Linked DNA regions of Bombyx mori: region 1 is linked to region 2. A link is a contact called in public Hi-C data. All regions are on one chromosome and are shown on one strand. Each heading gives the region's core, a stretch centred on a gene start, on an enhancer-like site or on the middle of the called end of the contact. The rest is flanking DNA. Distances are from core to core; before and after follow the strand shown. Region 1 holds the start of LOC101735576. Region 2 overlaps LOC101735576.

What was found. A called contact is a pair of places that touch in the nucleus more often than the background predicts.
Region 1: a Hi-C map of middle silk gland shows a contact between it and region 2, with 2.2 times the contacts expected there. The contact joins the promoter of LOC101735576 here to the enhancer-like site in region 2. A contact is called at or near these places in 2 of 7 Hi-C or Micro-C datasets (middle silk gland and whole pupa).

The regions. Positions count from the first base shown.
Region 1 is chr2:4,332,258-4,336,048 of ASM3026992v2, reverse strand. It overlaps LOC101735576, which reads left to right and starts at 1,620. Exons shown (of 10, transcript XM_038015434.2): 1 at 1,620-2,023.
Region 2 is chr2:4,273,139-4,276,939 of ASM3026992v2, reverse strand. All of the region lies in intron 4 of LOC101735576, which reads left to right. Among protein-coding and RNA genes, the nearest start is that of LOC101746269, 51 kb to the right of the region's middle. Within about 2 kb of position 1,884, at least 4 of the 8 cell types and tissues checked have open chromatin away from gene starts, as enhancers often do.

The DNA.
Region 1 (3,791 bases), core at 371-2,870, 59 kb before region 2:
CACTCTGTTGTTGTTGTAGATAAACAGACAATGGTCACTACCCACACGGTCTTAAGTGACCTATAAATATCACAAGCTCATATCAGTTTGGTGCCACCAAAAAAACTGTATATAAGTCTAGTTTGAAAGAATGACGTTATAGCTTAAAATTAGTTTTCATTATCACAACTCAAACGTATGCATAACAAAATCATTAAAACTAAAATAAGTTCAGTATAGCTAGCTAGTTATTGCATGGAGTAAAATTTCAAAAGCACGCGGCTTTTTAGCGATTGTCTAATGAAAGCTTCCTCAGACGATCGCGATTTTTTTTAGGATTGAAAGATTACTGTTGGCTCGTAGGCCTTTCCAGTTTCACCAGGACAGGTGGGCGAGCAAAGGCTCAGCCAGGAGGGATGGGATTTGCTAACAACCGCCCGAGTGCCTCCGAAGGAGACCTAACAACTCAAGAGCGGCTGCTTCGCGAATGAATCTACTACCGGATCGGAATCGCGACCCGCTGAGAAGATCCGGCGAGAAACTCAGCGGGCTGATGCATGGGTTAGGTTGCACGTCGACCTCTTTGTCGAGTTCGACGAGTACAGTTACCGGGGTCCCTAAGCCTGCTCCTAGTGTTAGAGCTGAAGGCGTCTAATGCAAAGGTTATTGGATCTGATGGATCTGTAAGGACGTGATGATCGCGATTCTGATCCGGTAGTAGATGCGTTCGTGAAGCAGCTGCCTTTGAGTTGTTAAATCTCCTTCGGAGGCGCTCGGGTAGCTGTTAGCCAATCCCACCCTCCCGTCTGAGCTTAGTACGTGTGAACTTTAAAGCTCAATTGCATTTTTAGATGATCGCCCAACTGAGATCTCAAACACGGATCCGCAAAATAATAACAATAACATATACTCGTAAATAATATGTAGTTTAACTTTAAGAAAAAAGTCTTAAGTAGCGAACTGATCCGAGTTAATACCATACCGGTTAGAATGTCCTTTTCTTTGTCCTAGAATGTCCTTGTCATAGTCCTTGATGCATTTAGATTGATTTTTACGATTACACGATATATTTCTTCATCGCTAATTGTTTTTTTTTATTATTACTTCAAATTAATTTTAAAATATTATTTATCCTGTGCAATTGCCCCTTTCCGGGCTGCCTGGAAGAAATAGTTCTAAGCAATAAAGCGGCCAATTTTAATTACATTACAATTGCAAATCAATTGTTACACTTTAAAGTTTACTTACCTGTGTTACAACAAATACTTACTTATCTGTAATATTGTGACTAACAGATAAACATACCAAGCCAAATAATGTGTAGAAACCAAGGTATCGGTTATTCCAATAATATTTTAATAGATTCGACTCGCAAACAATGTTAAGGTGAACGAAAACTAACCCTATTTCTCGAAACGCATAAGCTATTTTTCTATGCCCTAATTTGTTTACTCACGCCTTTTGAGTTTCGTATCCTTCAGTATTCCAATAATAAGTTTAAAATAATTTACTCAATAAACAAATAAATCGACCATAAATACGAAACAACAAAATCGTTTATCCTTTACCGAACACAATACACTAAAGCCTTTTCAGTTCTGACGAGCACAACATATTCCGATATTTTAATAATCATCTGTAGACCAAAACCGCCTCTCACGCCGAGAGATAGAGGCGTAACTTGTTTGCATGTTACTGCGTGCTTAGGTCATTTTGTTCGTGAACTAACGTCGACAGGTACGGGCAGTTTGCGCCCGCGCACACTCCTCAACTTAACCAGTACAAATCCGACGTCAGAACGCGTGGTCGCTATGCGAGCCAAAACGAACGCTATCGAAAAAAAAAACGAACCCAAAAACGTCTCATAACAAAATCTCTAGTTCGGTTTTTCCGTATACAAAACAAAAAACTGACACTGATTATGTTTATTCTTCTTGTGCCCAACGAAATGTGGTTTTAGTGTGCAAGCACTGTGTGTCCTGTGTTTTTATGTGTCCAAAGCACGACGGCTTCTTTAAAGCTCAGGATTTAAACTTAAAAACAGGTGAGCGTTTTTATTCGAACTAAAATACATTACTTAACTAACACATTTGAACGTCAAGGAAGTGTCCAATACTATAATCATGAGACGACCTTGGACAGTGAGCAAATGAAAAAATACGTAGTTGAACTTCAAACTGTAGATATATTAGGAATGCGCTTAAACTATTAGGGCCATTGTTGAATAGTGTATTTTTTGGCAACATTAACAGAAGTAGTGGTACTACTCTGAATTGAATGTTACCAATAATTATTTCGACTTAAAATTCAAAGTGTAGAGATATTAGAAATGCGCTTAAACTATTAGGGCCATTGTTGAATAGTGTATTTTTTGGCAACATTAACAGAAGCAATGGTACTACCCTGAATGGATTGTTACCAATATCTATTTCGACTTATACTTCAAACTGTAGAGATATTAGGAATGCGCTTAAACTATTAGGGCCATTGTTGAATAGTGTATTTTTTGGCAACATTAACAGAAGAAATGGTACTACCCTGAATTGATTATTACCCAAAAATCGTTTCGACTAAGTTCACATCGAAAATAGGCTCTATAAGTCTTCAAAGAGATTAGTAGGTAGGCAGCGGCTTGGCTCTGCTCCTGGCATTGCTGAAGTCCATGGGCGACGGTAACCACTTACCATCAGTTGGGCCGTACGCTCGTCTGCCTACAAAGGCAATTAAAAATAGATTATCATTAAAGCTTCTATTATTATTATTATTATGTATAAATTTGATTGAAGGGTAAAAGGATTCGTATCGCCATTACTGCCGCACGCATTCCGTAGGGTGGTAGAGTCGTTAGCACAATCGAGAGTTTCAACCTGATGATTCAAAATGGGTTGATCGTTGACTCGATGATCACTTAATACTAGAGCTTTATCATTTCTATTGCTCAGACAGGTGAATGAGCTCACGGCCCACCCGATATTAAGTGTTTACCGGAGCCCCTAGACATAGACAATGTAAATGCCACCATCCACCACGAATCATGGGTTCTAAAAAACGGTTTTGTAATACATCGACTACTCCAGCCTTCAAACTCCCTTGGGGCTGAGCTTTTGCTTGCCCACCTGTCTTAGTGAAATTGGAAAGCCTCCGGACCGCCAGTGATCCGTCACTCACAAAAAACCCTTCAAACCGAAACGCATTACTGCTCCACGGCACAAAAAGACGGGGTTATGTTACCCCGCCTATTTCTGGTGAGTCCGCCTCTTGTGAGTCCGCGCGGGTAGATACCAGCGCCCCGCCTATTTCTGCCGTGAAGCAGTAATTCAGTTTGAAGGGTGGGGTAGCCGTTGTAACTATACTGAGACCTTAGAACTTATAGCTCAAGGTGGGTGGCGCAGTTACGTTGTAGATGTCTATGGGCTCTAGTAACCCCTTAACACCAGGTGGGCTGTGAGCTCGTCCACCCACCTCAGCAATAATATAAAAACGTTATCGTGCGGGCTTCCAAGACGTTATACCACCAAAAATTACGCCAATTATCATTTTTAACGGTTCAACTTTTATTACACAACGGTATCCCTCAGTCGCCGAAATCATTCGTATATATTATGTATTAAGTCTTCTTCTATATCGTTCCCTCACTACTGACGATCGCGACCACATGCGACGTACTTCCACTGTGTTCGGTCATGGGTGGCATGGACTGCATGGTACAGACTACCACCGAGTGCTTCTCTTGCCAGATCTGACCATCTGGCTGGTGTTATGCCCACGGCGCGCTTGCCTTCTATTCGGCCCGTAATTATGAGCTTCTCTAA
Region 2 (3,801 bases), core at 635-3,134:
AAATCGGTAACGCTAGAAGCAAAACCGCCCCAAAGCCGTCTTGATCACATTCTTCGCTCGAACGATTTTGAAGAATTCCCTTCGTCGGACAAGTCGTTGTAATTTTTTTTTATTTATTGTTAGATTGGTGGACGAGCTCACAGCCCACCTGGTGTTAAGTGGTTACTGGAGCCCATAGACATCTACGACGTAAATGCGCCACCCATCTTGAGATTTAAATTCTAAGGTCTCAAGTATAGTTACAACGGCTGCCCCACCTTTCAAACCGAAACGCATTACTGCTTCACGGCAGAAATAGGCAGGGCGGTGGTACCTACCCGCGCGGACTCACAATAGGTCCCACTACCAGTAAAACATTGCGTAATATCTTCCGGATCGGAAACGCGTGCTGTGAATCAACAATTCGACAGGTTGAGAAGGAAGCGACAAGTCGATGTATCTTTATGAGTGCGCTTTAAAACATTCATTGAGGATTTTGATGATGATAATTTTTTTTTACTGTTTTTACTAACAATTTTTATTTGAGACTAGCTGACCCGGCAGACTTCGTAGTGCCTCAGTCGATAAATAAAAGACCTAAACTTTTGTATAAAATAAACTTAAAACAAACAAAAGGAATTTTGATATTTATCTACCTTTTAAACCTTCTCTGGACTTCTACAAATAATTCAAGACCAAAATTAGCTAAATCGGTTCAGCCGTTGTCGAGTTTTAGCGAGACTAACGAACAGCAATTCTTTTTTATATGTATAGATACCTATATAAATTATTCTACTTTAAGGATAAGAATTTTAATTGGACATACTTTGTTTTTAAGATGTTATTGACAAAAATTGACAAATAATAGTCGTCGTGGCCTAAAGGATAAGACGTCCGGTGCATTCGTGTTGAAGCGATGCACCGGTGTTCGAATCCCGCAGGCGGGTACCAATTTTTCTAATGAAATACGTACTCAACAAATGTTCACGATTAACTTCCACCATCCTTCCATCTTCTTAATTTAAAAAAATATATAACTGTACAAACTAAATAGTTATATATTAAACAATTTATATAATATTATTCATTCAGGAAGCTAGTGAATCGTAGGGTGGAGCTTGAGAATTTATCGATACATTTACGTTCACAGTCACGAGGCTCTAGCGTTGCGGAATGTACCTATCGATATTTCGTTATCGATATAATGCAAATTTGTTTTTTTTGTTATGAATCGTAACTGAATCGATTTTTTAATGGAAATCATTTATGAGCCCATCTGCTGATAGTTGGTTACCCAAGTATATAGAAACCGTTGGCTATAGTTTGCCGTTTGAAGATATATTAAAACATCGGAATGATTAAACCACGCCACCCACCTTGAGATATAATCAAGGTGGGTGGCGCAATTAAGTTGTAGATGTCTATGGGCTCCACTGCTTAACACCAGGTGGGCTTAACCACTTAATCATTGCTAACCTAAGGAGCTATTCCAACTACGCGCAGACCGGTAGAGTAACTCGCGGGCTCAACCTGAAGGAATGGCTCACACTGGCCCTATCAAGAGCAGTGCTTCTCTGAACCTACTGCCAGAATCTCGACCCACTGAGAAAATCCGGCGAGAAACTCAGTGGCTCGTGTTTATTGATTAGTAACTCGTTGAACTCTAAAGACACAACTCTGAATACACGGGCGAATACTGAAAACATTACCAAGGATAATAAGTATATTAAATTGGCATACGACCTACCTGGTAAGACCTGATTACTGTCATCGATAATCATCATCAATTCCAAGAGCTCAGCGAAACTGCTCCCTACCTAATTAACATTTATCGCATCAATCGTGGATATAGAGAATCGATAATTTACATAGTACATCACTAGCCCGCATATTGTCGTGACGCAAGGACGTGAGCGCCTCCGTTCGTGTGACTAATCAAGATGACGTGATCGCGTATGACCTTTACATAATCATAGTTTATATACATATGTATAATAATATATAATTCAAAGAAATTTAATTCTATCTCAAATTTATCTACACGAAAGAATAAATAAATAAATAAATAAATAGTCAGTTAATGGTCATCAAAAGTCCCGGAAGTGGTACTACTTTGAAAAAACGAGCTAACGACTATTATGTATTTATCTCAGTATCTGTAGGTATGCATTTGTGTAGCTTAAATACATCTCTCTGTTACGTTATCACGGCCAAATTGATTTTAACGAGATTCGGTATGAATTGGGAAATCGTTCAAGCCGTGGGAAGGATATAGGTGGTCTTTCATCCTACGACTCTCCCCGGGACTTAAAATGTAGTCCACGCAAGTAGATTACACTTTACGTCTTTAGTGGACTACACCATGCAAGTATTGAAGTCGTCCTGGCCTAAAGGATAAGACGTCCGGTGCATTCGTATCTAGCGATGCAACGGTGTTCGAATCCCGCAGGCGGGTACCAATTTTTCTAATGGAATCCGTATTTAACAAATGTTTACGATTGACTTCTACAGTGAAGGAATAACGTCGTGTTATAAAAATCAAATCCGCAAAAATATAATTTGCGTAATTACTGGTGGTAGGACCTCCTGTGGGTCCGCACGGGTAGGTACCACTACCCCGCCTATATCTGCCGCGAAAAATAATGCTTTTCGGCTTAAAGGTCGGGACACCCGTTCTACTGTTGAAGACCTAGAACTTACGTCTCAAGCCAGCAGTTACGTTATCGAAGTGTATGTGTTCGGGTAACCAATTGATGACGACCAGTTTTTCGTTTCTCCTTCGTCTTCTTATTAGCTCTTTCACTATTGATAGAGAGGCCCTGTATGTACGCCTTTATGTACATACAGGATGACTCTGTACTGTACACCTTTATGTGGTATTTAAGCAACCTTGATTTTTAATACGCTTTTATTAGCTTCAGACGTATGTATGTAACGGAATCTTTGAACATGATTTTGACCTCCTTCAAAACGGCGGATTAACTCGAAATTTGGTATACTTATTAAGGACCGATGAAAGTTCAATATTTAAAAAAAAATTTAAAAAATTGAAATTCGACTAAACAATGAAAAATAAATAATATTTAAAAAAAAACTAACGACATACGCTTTTATAGAAAATCCAACTAAAAACAGACAATAAGTTTAGTAAATTTGTATTAAAAATAGAAAAAATGATTTTATTGTAAAAAAAACCGTGGGGTGCATGGTATCAGTAGTTATAAATATTTTATGAACATATATGAGTACATTAACATTAGAGAAACGTTATTAGTTTTTTTAAACTATTATTATTTTTTTCTTTTATTGAATCATAAACAGTCTACAAATACCGACGTCCTTTTTCGCCTCTCTCCAGTTCCAGTAATCCATGTTTCATCCGTCTGCGATACCTAGTATAATCTAATGCTGTAAAGAACTTTATTTATCAAGTTACTGGTGGTAGGACCTCTTGTGAGTCCGCACGGGTAGGTACCACCGCCCCGCCTATTTCTGCCGTGAAGCAGTAATGCGTTTCGGTTTGAAGGGTGGGGCAGCCGTTGTGACTATACTGAGATCTTAGAACTATATCTCAAGGTGTGTAGCGCATTTACGTTGTAGATGTTTATGGGCTCCAGTGACCACTTAACACCAGGTGGGCTGTGAGCTCGTCCACAATTTTAAGCAATAAAAAAAAATATAAAAAGTTAAATAGGTGAATTCATTTCCAAACACACTTTAAGCTCGCAACGAAAACATCGTTCAGTTTTTTTTTATTCACGGCTTTTATCGAAATGATTTAATCAAATAGTTTTTATAGCTGTTTCATTGTTCTCCGTTATC